Regions from separate parts of the Mus musculus genome. Here regions 2 and 3 are each linked to region 1. A link is a contact called in public HiChIP or PLAC-seq and promoter capture Hi-C data. All regions are on one chromosome and are shown on one strand. Each heading gives the region's core, a stretch centred on a gene start, on an enhancer-like site or on the middle of the called end of the contact. The rest is flanking DNA. Distances are from core to core; before and after follow the strand shown.

Region 1 (3,121 bases), core at 396-2,895:
TTTTCCTGCAGTGAATTATGTATAAGCTTAGAGAACTATTGGTGGTTGGCACAAATGAGGCCCAACTCATGACAGGCAATTGCTTTACAACTCATTCACACCCCAGTTATATGCTTGATCTTTAAGGTTTTTCTTTTTTGGTGGTGCCGGGGGTTGAATCTAAGGCTTCCTGAAATGCTGCTCAAAAGCTTCACCGCTAAGCAGTAGTCCTAGACCATTGTTCATTTGATGCCTGTGGAGGCCAGAAGTCAGCCTTGGATGTCTTTCCTCGGGCCACTTTGTTTTTCTTTGAGATAGGGAATCTCACTGGGACATGGGGCACCCTTAGGCTGGGCTGGATGGACAGTGAGCCTTAGGCATTTGCCTCCCTAGAGCTTGCATTATGATTTAAGGAGGAAACAGGTTAAAGAGAAACCACACATAGTCAACTGCTTGTTTCCCACCTATAAGCTCTTCTGGGACCACTTCACAGTGTCTAGAAGATCAGTGGAGCCAGGATGTGATGCTAGGCCATAATCCCAGCACTTGGAGGCAGAGGCAAGAGGATCTGCTCAAGATGATTCTCAGCTACATAACAGCAAGTTCGAAGCCATCTTGCGCTACATGAAGATTCTGCCATTAAGGCGTGTACCACCACCTGGCTAGATTCTGCCATTAAAAATATATATACATTTTTTTTTTTTTGAGCAGTCCAAGTGGGGGCTGGAGAGAGCTCAGTGGTTGAGGGTACTGGGCTCTTCCAGAGGACCTGGGTTCAAATACCAGCACCCACATGGCAGCTCACCACTGTTACTCCAAGATCTGACACTCACATAGTTGCAAGCAAAACATCAATACACATAAAGGCAAAATAAATGTAAGTACAGAACTTCTTCAAAAACATTCACAGATGGAGCCCACTCAATACATTTCCCAAGCAGAGATCAGGGTGGGGAGGAAAAGTGCTATACAATGCATTAGAACTTGGTCCAGACGTCTTGGGAGCAACCAGCCTCCCTGCCCTTGCTCTATCTGTAATCTGAGAGAATCAGCTCTTGTCTTCTGAGGACCCTGTACTTGGATAGCTATGGTGATTGAGCCTTTCATTACTCGGTCTTTGGTTTTAGAGACAGGGTTTCTCTGTGTAGCCTTTGGCTATCCTAGAACTGACTATATAGGCCAGGCTGGCCTGGAACTTGGAGATCCATATGCCACCATCTCCCGACCTTGTCTCTCTCTCTCTCTTTTTTTTTTTAATGGCTTTTTCGGAACCGGTCTCCATATGCAGTCCAAGCTAACTTCAAATTCTCCTGCCTCACCCTTCCGAGTACTGGAATTACAGGCACGAGCCACCACACCCAGCTCTAAAACGGTCACTATACAAAAATCTATGTTGGGCGGGGTGGCGCCGTTTGTAACCCCAGCACATCAGGGATTGAGGCTGGAGAATAAGGAGTGATTATCTTTAAAAACAAGATGTTCTTTATGTTTCCACGCAAGGGAGGCTCTGTCTTCACTTTCCTCGAGAACACTGACAGCGCTGAGATTCGACCCACAAGGGTAGCCGCAGACCAGCTGCCCTGACGACGCCTGGGATTCCAACTCCGCGCTGTGACGCGCCGCTCGCGGTCCCCGCCTTGCCGCCAGCACCCCCAAGGAGGCGGGACCTGGGCAGGGCCAGCAGTCGCGGGAACCCTGAGCCCGCCTTCTCCTCAGGCTCCGCGCTGCTCGCCATGGCACCGGCGCTGCTGCTGGTTCCTGCGGCCCTCGCCTCCTTCATCCTGGCCTTTGGCACCGGAGTGGAATTCGTGCGTTTCACCTCCCTGAGGCCGCTGCTTGGAGGGATCCCGGAGTCTGGCGGTCCCGGTGAGCCGCAGGGATCCAGGGCGAGCTGAAGCGGAGAGGAGGAGCCGAAGCAGCGTGGCGAGGGCGGGGCATGGAAACAAATGACAGGGAAACCGCCAAAGCTGGGAGGCGCTGCTGGGAAGGGAGCGGAGGCTAAATCAGAAACTCCAAGATTAGTCTTGTGCAGAAAGCTGCGAGTGAAGACTGACAGAGTACGGCCCGGGGTGGGGGTGGGGTTTTGTGAGGAGAGCCAGGGGAAGGAGAAAGATAAAAAAGGGGAAACGCTGCTAGAAAACCCCAGACAGCGAGATGTGGTAGCTCACACCTTTAACCCTATTATTGGAGGGGGCAGAGGCAAACGGATCTCTTGATTGAAGGTCTATCATTACTGATTTCAAGGCCTGATCTATTGAGTGAGGACTATGTATGTAGAGATACCCTGTCTTGGAAAAGCAAACAAGAAAACCACACCAAAGACCACTTCCCTAGTCTCCTTGCTTGCTTGTGTGTGTGTGTGTGTGTGTGTGAATGAATATAATTGTGGAATGTGTGCTTGTGCTCCTGTGTGTGCAGTGCAAACGGCTGCTGAAGGACAACCTTGAGTTGTTTGTTTGTTTGTTTTTGGGTTTTTTTTTTCAGGGTATTTCTATGTATCCCCAGCTGGCTTGGAATTCAGAGGCCTATGTATTCTTTTTTTTTTTTTTTTTTTAAGATTTATTTATTTATTTTGGTGTTTTGAGACAGGGTTTCTCTGTATAGCTCTGGCTGTCCTGGAACTCACTCTGTAGACCAGGCTGGCCTCAAACTCAGAAATCCGCCTGCCTCTGCCTCCCGAGTACTGGGATTAAAGGTGTGGGCCACCATGCCTTTCTTTCTTTCTTTCTTTCTTTCTTTCTTTCTTTCTTTCTTTCTTAAGATTTATTTATTTTATGTATATGAGTAAACCTTAGCTGTCTTCAGACACACCAGAAGAGGGCATAAGATCCTATTACAGATGGTTGTAAGCCACCATGTGGTAGCTAGGAATTGAACTCAGGACCTCTGGAAGAGCAGCCAGAGCAGCCAGTGCTTATTGAGGGGGGAGGGGGGAGACAGGGTTTCTCTGCATAGCCCTGGCTGTCCTGGAACTCACTGTAGACCAGGCTGGCCTCGAATTTAAAAATCCACCTGCCTCTGCCTCCTAGCCAATGCACTCTCTCTCTTTCTCTCTCTCTCTCTCTCTCTCTTTTTTTTTTTTTTTGGTTTTCCAAGACATGGTTTCTCTGTGTAGCCCTGGCTGTCCTGGAACTCACTCTGT
Region 2 (3,121 bases), core at 446-2,945, 1.8 Mb before region 1:
TGTTTTCCTGTCCTCCTCCCCATGAAGGCCTCATACCACTGACTTCCACGGAGGCCCCTGTGATGTATCCACTGTCTTCAGATGCCAAGAATGCAACCACATCTGCCACATCTGTGGGGATGGTGGGGGAAGGGCAGTCTTACTTCCTTAGATACAGATTGACTATCCCCTCTACCTTACACCCCCCCCCCAAAATCCTAAACCTACACCAATCATTAATCCCTGTGCGACCTTTTCAGTACTATTACAGATTTAAGGCTCTGTTCAAGCCCCCACCAGACCCTTTTTGCAATCCATGCTCACCCTCAGGGTCCCCCATGTGTCCCAACGGAATCATTGCAGTTACCTGTAAGGAAACACTCACGTGGGTAGAAGTTTCTTTTATGGACTTCCCCCCCCCCCTTACTTTTTCATCCCTCATTATGTACACGTCTGTGCCCAGCAATCTCTCTCAGAGACCTCTGACAGACTGCCCTCCACCCACAGCCTACCTTGTCCTTCACTTTCTCTGGCATTTTCTGGGTCATGGGCGTTGCAATGAACCCTGGGAGGACCGAGTTACATCGGATTCCATGTCTGTGAGAGGAAGAATGGATGCTGACCCCGGGAAGGACACTGACTCTTCTTCCCTTAGCAAGGTCCCCAGTCTGACCCACCGTCCAAGCTCCCGGGCCGCAGTCTGGGTGAGCCCAATCACTCCTGCTTTGGACGACGCATAATTCGTTTGTCCGATATTCCCCACCTACAGTGAGTCAGAGACCCAGAGTAAGTCAGGAGTCGTCTACAGGGGAGCCGCTTCCCAGCGCCCACGTGGCTAGCTGGCCTGGCCCAACTCATCCTGACCTTTCCAATGATGCTACTAATGTTGATGATGGAGCCACGACCGCCACTGGACACTAAAGCCTGGGCTGCAGCCTGAGTGACTAGGAAGGTGCCCTGGCACGAGAGGGTAACAAATTAGGCAAGATCAGCTGCGGTGGCAGCCTTCCTCTAAGTACTTCCCCAGGCTGGGGGCGGGCACAAGTCACAGGTTTAGAGATCACCACCTTGAGGTTGACAGCTATGACTCTGTCCCAGTCTTCTTCTGACATGTGGAGCAGAAACTCATCGCGTGTGATGCCCGCACAGGACACAACGACAGATGGCGGGCGAGAAAAGCAGGCCTATGTGAGGGAGGGGGAGGCTAACACCAAAGACCACAAAGGGCCGGGCTGAGGGGTGTGTGGCGTGGCGTGGCGTGGCGCGGCGCGGCGTCCGGTTCACCTGCACTTCCTCCAGCAGGCGTCTGGCTGCGGGGCCCTGAGACACATCCGCTTGGAAGGCAGCGTGCTTGCCGCGCGGCGCCCCGTCCTCGCTCCCCGGGCTTCCCAGCAGCCGCACCGTGTCCTGTGCCGCGGCCCCGTCCAGGTCGCAGGCGGCCACGGCGGCGCCCTCTGCCGCTAGGCGCACGCTGATCGCACGGCCGATGCCGCTACCCGCACCTGAGATGGGAGTCCGCGGAAGCGGGAGAAGAAGGGAGGAGGTCAGAGGTCACGGGGCGCAAAGTTACTGAAACTCAGACAACAGGGCCAGGGACTCAAGGGGTGGCTCTCGCTGACATGGCCCGGGCACCCCAACCCACCCTGAGAGGGAACCCCTGAACCTGTGACCAGGGCCAGCGCAGAGCGGAGCCGGAGCTGAGACGCCATGGCGGCTGTGGGTGGGCGTGCCCTGAGCCTAGGCCAATCTGAGCACGCCGGGGGCGTGGCTAGGCCCGGTACGGACCCAATAGAAACCACACTAGTCAGAGGCCTTTGGTAGCCACCAGCGCGACCTCCCACCACGGGGGCGTGACCATCCACCACCACTTGGGGACCTAGGGAGTCCAGGAGCCAAGGGGCCCAGTTCCCCACATAAAGACAAAGGCTGCATGTGGGGCCGAAGATCCAAGGTCTTTTATTCCTGGTCACCGTTCCTCCGCACCCATTCAAACAGTGGTATAAAATGAGTAGAGACAAAAAATCAGGCTGAGACATCTTCCCAAGGAGCCCCCCTCCCCCTTCAAATCAGGACACACGATTGATGTCTACCCCAGTCCTTCTGCCAGGTCTTCCCTGAAGCCATCACTAACTAGTTCAGAGGGAGATGGGCCTTGGAGGGACCCCTGCGGCACGCTGGCGCTGAGAAATCGTAGATTAGGGACCATCGGGTAGGCTACCGTCTTCCCAGTCTTCTTCATGGTCCCATTGATTTTTCCAAAAGCAACAACGCTGCTGGGCAGTCTCCCACTCCGTGGTCCTTCTGGCCTCTCATGCTCCGTATGATCCTCATACCTCTAAGGCCTCAAACAGAGGCTCTGCTAATCTCCAAGGCTGACACTCCTTCTGGCATTAGCACTGGCCAGGACTACCAACTGCCTTTATTAGGAGTTAGGGGAAGGACAGGTCACCTCACCCCTCACTCAAGATGGGCAATCAGTACCATCATGGCAACACCCCCCAGCAGCCCCAGCACCTCCAACAGTGACTGCAGTGGAGATGCCTCTCTCAATAGCTCAGGCAGCACAGACACTGTTGCTACGTAGATAAATCCGCCTGCAGTGAATGGCAGGACCCAGCCAGGACCTGCACCACCTGCCACGTCACTGTCCACTGCCCCTCCCTCGGTGAGAAGGGCACAGGCAGTGCCTGCCAATGCTCCAATTGCAGTCACGAGTTGCAGACGCATCGCCTGGTGGGCAGAAAAGAGAAAGATATGACTGTCGACAGCTAAAATTAGGTGGGAGCAGTGTTAAGGAAAGGAGGGTCTGGGGAGAAGGACCCACAGGTAGTGCTTGCTGCACAAGCACGAGGACAGGAATCTGGGTCCCAGACACCAGCTCCAGGAAGCAGTCAGATAGCTGTCGCCTGGGGCTCCCTCGATAGCTAATACGTAGTCAATGACTCTGCCTCAGGACCACACCTAAGGCCCGCAGCCCCCCAAAACAGCCAGGTTGAGGAGGGAGTACTAGAACAGACATCTCCTGAGAACCTTAAGCCATCAAAGAACTATACACAGGTGAGGACTGCAGCGTAAAACAGAGCAAGAGGTAAAGGCACGACTTTCCCTGACTCTAAACGGCTCACTGTAGTGTAGCTTGTTA
Region 3 (3,121 bases), core at 423-2,922, 1.1 Mb after region 1:
AGTAGTTGATAATTTTTTCTACATTCTTTAAATCAAGTTTTCACCTAGCGTAGAGGTGCTGAAACTGAAGAGGCGAGGCGACAAACCCAGTGCTATGCGGACGAGTGTAGTTAACTAAAGATTTATAGACAGAAGCATTTCTTAGACATCAGCGAAGCACGGGAAGAAGGATGCTGAGCTAGATAAAGGTGGAGTGCAGTGGGCTAGAATGTGCCTGGGCTTTCTCAAGAGGTTCTTAGCACATCAAACATCAGCTGGAAACAGCCTAGTGGCCAGCATAAAATGTTGAACCAACCTTTGTAAGGGTTTCATTTGTCCTATAGTGTTTGACTGTGTGCTGGGGCTACCTGCTGGCCAACATGGTGTTTCCACCTCAAGAATTAAGGACCAGAAGCCAGTATACACTCAATCACTGAGTCGAGGGGGTCTTGAATTCAAGGTCAGCATGGCTCCATAGTGAGTTCCTAGGAAGAGCTGTCTCTAAGAAAGTAAGTAAATAATAAATAAATAAATTATTTATTTATTTAAAGTTGAAGAACCTAAATCAGCTAATTATGGTTGCTCAGTTTTGTAAATAAGGTAATTTGAAGTCAGGGTGAGAAACAGTTCATTATTGACGGAAAGCGTGGTTTTTGTTTGTTTGTTTGTTCTTTTACCTCACTACAGGCCTGTTACATATGGATTGCTTCAATCCTTCTTCTTCTTCTTTTTTTTTTTTTTTTGGTTTTTCGAGACAGGGTTTCTCTGTATAGCCCTGGCTGTCCTGGAACTCACTTTGTAGACCAGGCTGGCCTTGAACTCAGAAATCTGCCTGCCTCTGCCTCCCAAGTGCTGGGATTAAAGGCGAGCGCCACCACCACCCAGCAACCTAGTACCTTCTATACTTTCCTATCACCCTCCCCAACTATGTTTGTGCTTTGGCTGCCTGAGACCTGGGTTAAGTGTTATAATTCCAATGGAACTTATTAAAAACAAATCCAAACAAACAAAAGAAAGGATTACAGAGAGAGACTGAAGTGAATTTGGTATGTGAAACACTAATACGACTTGACCGTGATGTGATACCTGTGAAGTGTCTGTATCTTTTTTTTTTTAATCATTATTTTTATTGTCCTGAGTCTGTATGAGTGAATGCCACATATGGGATGGTACCAAACGAAGAGTGTGGGGTTCCCTGGTTACAGGTCTCTCTGTGCTAGGTGTCCTGGAATCCTCTCTAACTACTGAGCTATCCTGTAACTATAGTCTAAGTCTCCTGTGCTTTCTTGGATTTTACTTTAGCTAAGATGTTGCTCCACGGCCCACTTTACTTGTCTGCGAAGTGTTCCAGTTTTTCTTTAGTCTTACCTTATTTTATTTGTGTGTGTGTGTGTGTGTGTGTGTGTGTGTGTGTGTGTGTGTGTGTGTGTGTGTGTGTGTGTGTGTGTGTTTTACTGTGTAGCCCAGGCAGGCGTGGAACTCACTTTCAGCTGCCTAGTACAAGGAATTACGGAAATTGAGTCACCCGTCCCTCCCACCACCCCCTACCCCCATCCCCCACTCCCATTCCCCACCCCAGGAGTAAATACTTATCTTAGGAAATGGAATTTCCTAGCGCAGCTGAGACCAGTGAAGACCAACAGTAGGCGGGACGAGAAGGCGTGGCATTCAGGCATTGGGCTTCTTCAGATCTAAATTTCTGACCTTGGCAGACAGCCACTTGAGATGTGTTACCTGCGGACGGAGCAGAACGGAAGCAGAGGGACAAAGTAGCGGATTCCTGACTTCTGGCAAGGGCCCCTTCCTGGGTTTCACGCCGCTGCGTTCTGGTCGAGGCTGGAACGCGCGCCCAGCCCTTTGTGTGGCTGTGGTCCGAGGCTACGGCTCAGAAGCCGAGCGCTGGGAACGGCAGGACTGCCGAGCCTCAAGTAGGGCTGTCGAGCGCGGTGAGAGCGTGCGGGGACCCGGGTGGAGCCGCTCCCTCGGTGGAGCCACGAGGGCCCGACACCTGGGTGGGAGAAGCCGCCTGGCTCCGCGGTGGAAAGGCTCACGTGGCTGAAACCTCGGGGGATTAGAGTCTGGGACCGGGGCTGACCGGGCAAAGCCGGCGGGCATTTCTTGTCAGATTGTGCGTGAGAGCGGCGGGGCCACAGATTTTAGAGAGCCGGACAGACGGGGTGTATTGTGGCAAGTTTGCCTGATCTTCCTGTCTTAGCTTCCTTTGTGCTATTGGGGCTGACTCCTCAGATTTGTGAAACAATGAATGGGCTTTAGTTGGAGGAGTGCACTCAGGGTTGAGAGACGTCTGCACAGTCCCTCCAGAAATTTACCCAGTGGAAGGGTGAGGCCAGGCCTGGCCCATCTCCCATGCCAGGGGGGTGGGAGTCGGGAGGGACGGGACCTGACCTCCGGCCAATCAACAGCCAAGTCTTATTTAGTCTCTTGCCTTCTCAGGGCTCCTGCACCAGGAAAGAACAATCAGAGGTAAATGAGTGAGGAGGTGGATGGAGGTACCCAACACCTGTCAGTCTCCTTAATCAGCCTGTATCTATATTAAAGACCACTCCCTGCTTTGTGTGAATGTGCAGCAGCTCCTGCTGCTGTTGTTGATGATGTTTTATGCTTTCTGTAGCCCAGGCTGTCCTAGAACTCCCGGAGATCCTGTCTCAGCCTTCCTAGTGTTTAGGTAATCGTCTAGGTCACCACGCATCTTTATGCTATTGTTAAGACTTGTTGATAAAGGGGTCTTTGCTGAGAATGGTTAAAGACAGGTCCTGGAAGACACTAGCATAGAACTGTATGGACAGGTCCTGGAAGACACTGTTTGGAATGTTTTTTTTTTTTTTTTTTTTTCCAACGGAAGAATAATGAGAGGTGAGACAGACAGAAGGAAGGAAGAAAATCAACCTCAGAATGCAGCTTTCCTGGCAACTTTTTTGGGGATCAGAGCTAGCGATTCCTTGAATGCCTTGTTCCTTGCTGGCACTTTCACGTAGCAAAAGAATTGAGAGGAAAAGAAAGGGCCACGAGTCTCTGTGCCTTTATGCTTCCCTGCATCTAGAGAGGAGAAATAGAAATTAAAAAAATTTCAGAGTGAACAAAGAATTTAAATGATATTGGGTTGTTATCACTGTGCTGTACA

What was found. Promoter capture Hi-C pulls out the DNA fragments that hold promoters and counts their contacts. HiChIP or PLAC-seq counts read pairs in DNA pulled down with a chosen protein or histone mark.
Region 2: a promoter capture Hi-C map of hippocampal neurons shows a contact between it and region 1, with 3 times the contacts expected there. The contact joins the promoter of H2-Ke6 here to the promoter of Nrm in region 1. A contact is called at or near these places in 1 of 39 promoter capture datasets (hippocampal neurons), 1 of 484 Hi-C or Micro-C datasets (CD4 T cells), 2 of 115 datasets of contacts at active chromatin or transcription factors (astrocytes and pancreatic cancer cells) and 1 of 9 other capture datasets (adipose tissue).
Region 3: an H3K4me3 HiChIP or PLAC-seq map of embryonic stem cells shows a contact between it and region 1, with 4 times the contacts expected there. The contact joins the promoter of Zfp57 here to the promoter of Nrm in region 1. A contact is called at or near these places in 2 of 39 promoter capture datasets (cranial neural crest and embryonic stem cells) and 2 of 115 datasets of contacts at active chromatin or transcription factors (both in embryonic stem cells).

What each region holds. Positions count from the first base shown.
Region 1 is chr17:35,859,673-35,862,793 of GRCm38.p6, forward strand. Nrm (nurim (nuclear envelope membrane protein)) reads left to right here and starts at 1,646. Exons shown (of 4, transcript NM_134122.2): 1 at 1,646-1,845. The coding sequence starts at 1,713.
Region 2 is chr17:34,026,360-34,029,480 of GRCm38.p6, forward strand. It overlaps H2-Ke6 (H2-K region expressed gene 6), which reads right to left and starts at 1,696. Exons shown (of 9, transcript NM_013543.2): 1 at 1,643-1,696; 2 at 1,264-1,481; 3 at 1,047-1,163; 4 at 844-936; 5 at 657-742; 6 at 492-576; 7 at 304-346; 8 at 37-111. The coding sequence starts at 1,688. Slc39a7 (solute carrier family 39 (zinc transporter), member 7) reads right to left here. Exons shown (of 7, transcript NM_008202.2): 7 at 1,907-2,709. The coding sequence ends at 2,437.
Region 3 is chr17:37,000,853-37,003,973 of GRCm38.p6, forward strand. Zfp57 (zinc finger protein 57) reads left to right here and starts at 1,673. Exons shown (of 5, transcript NM_001013745.2): 1 at 1,673-1,925; 2 at 2,434-2,463.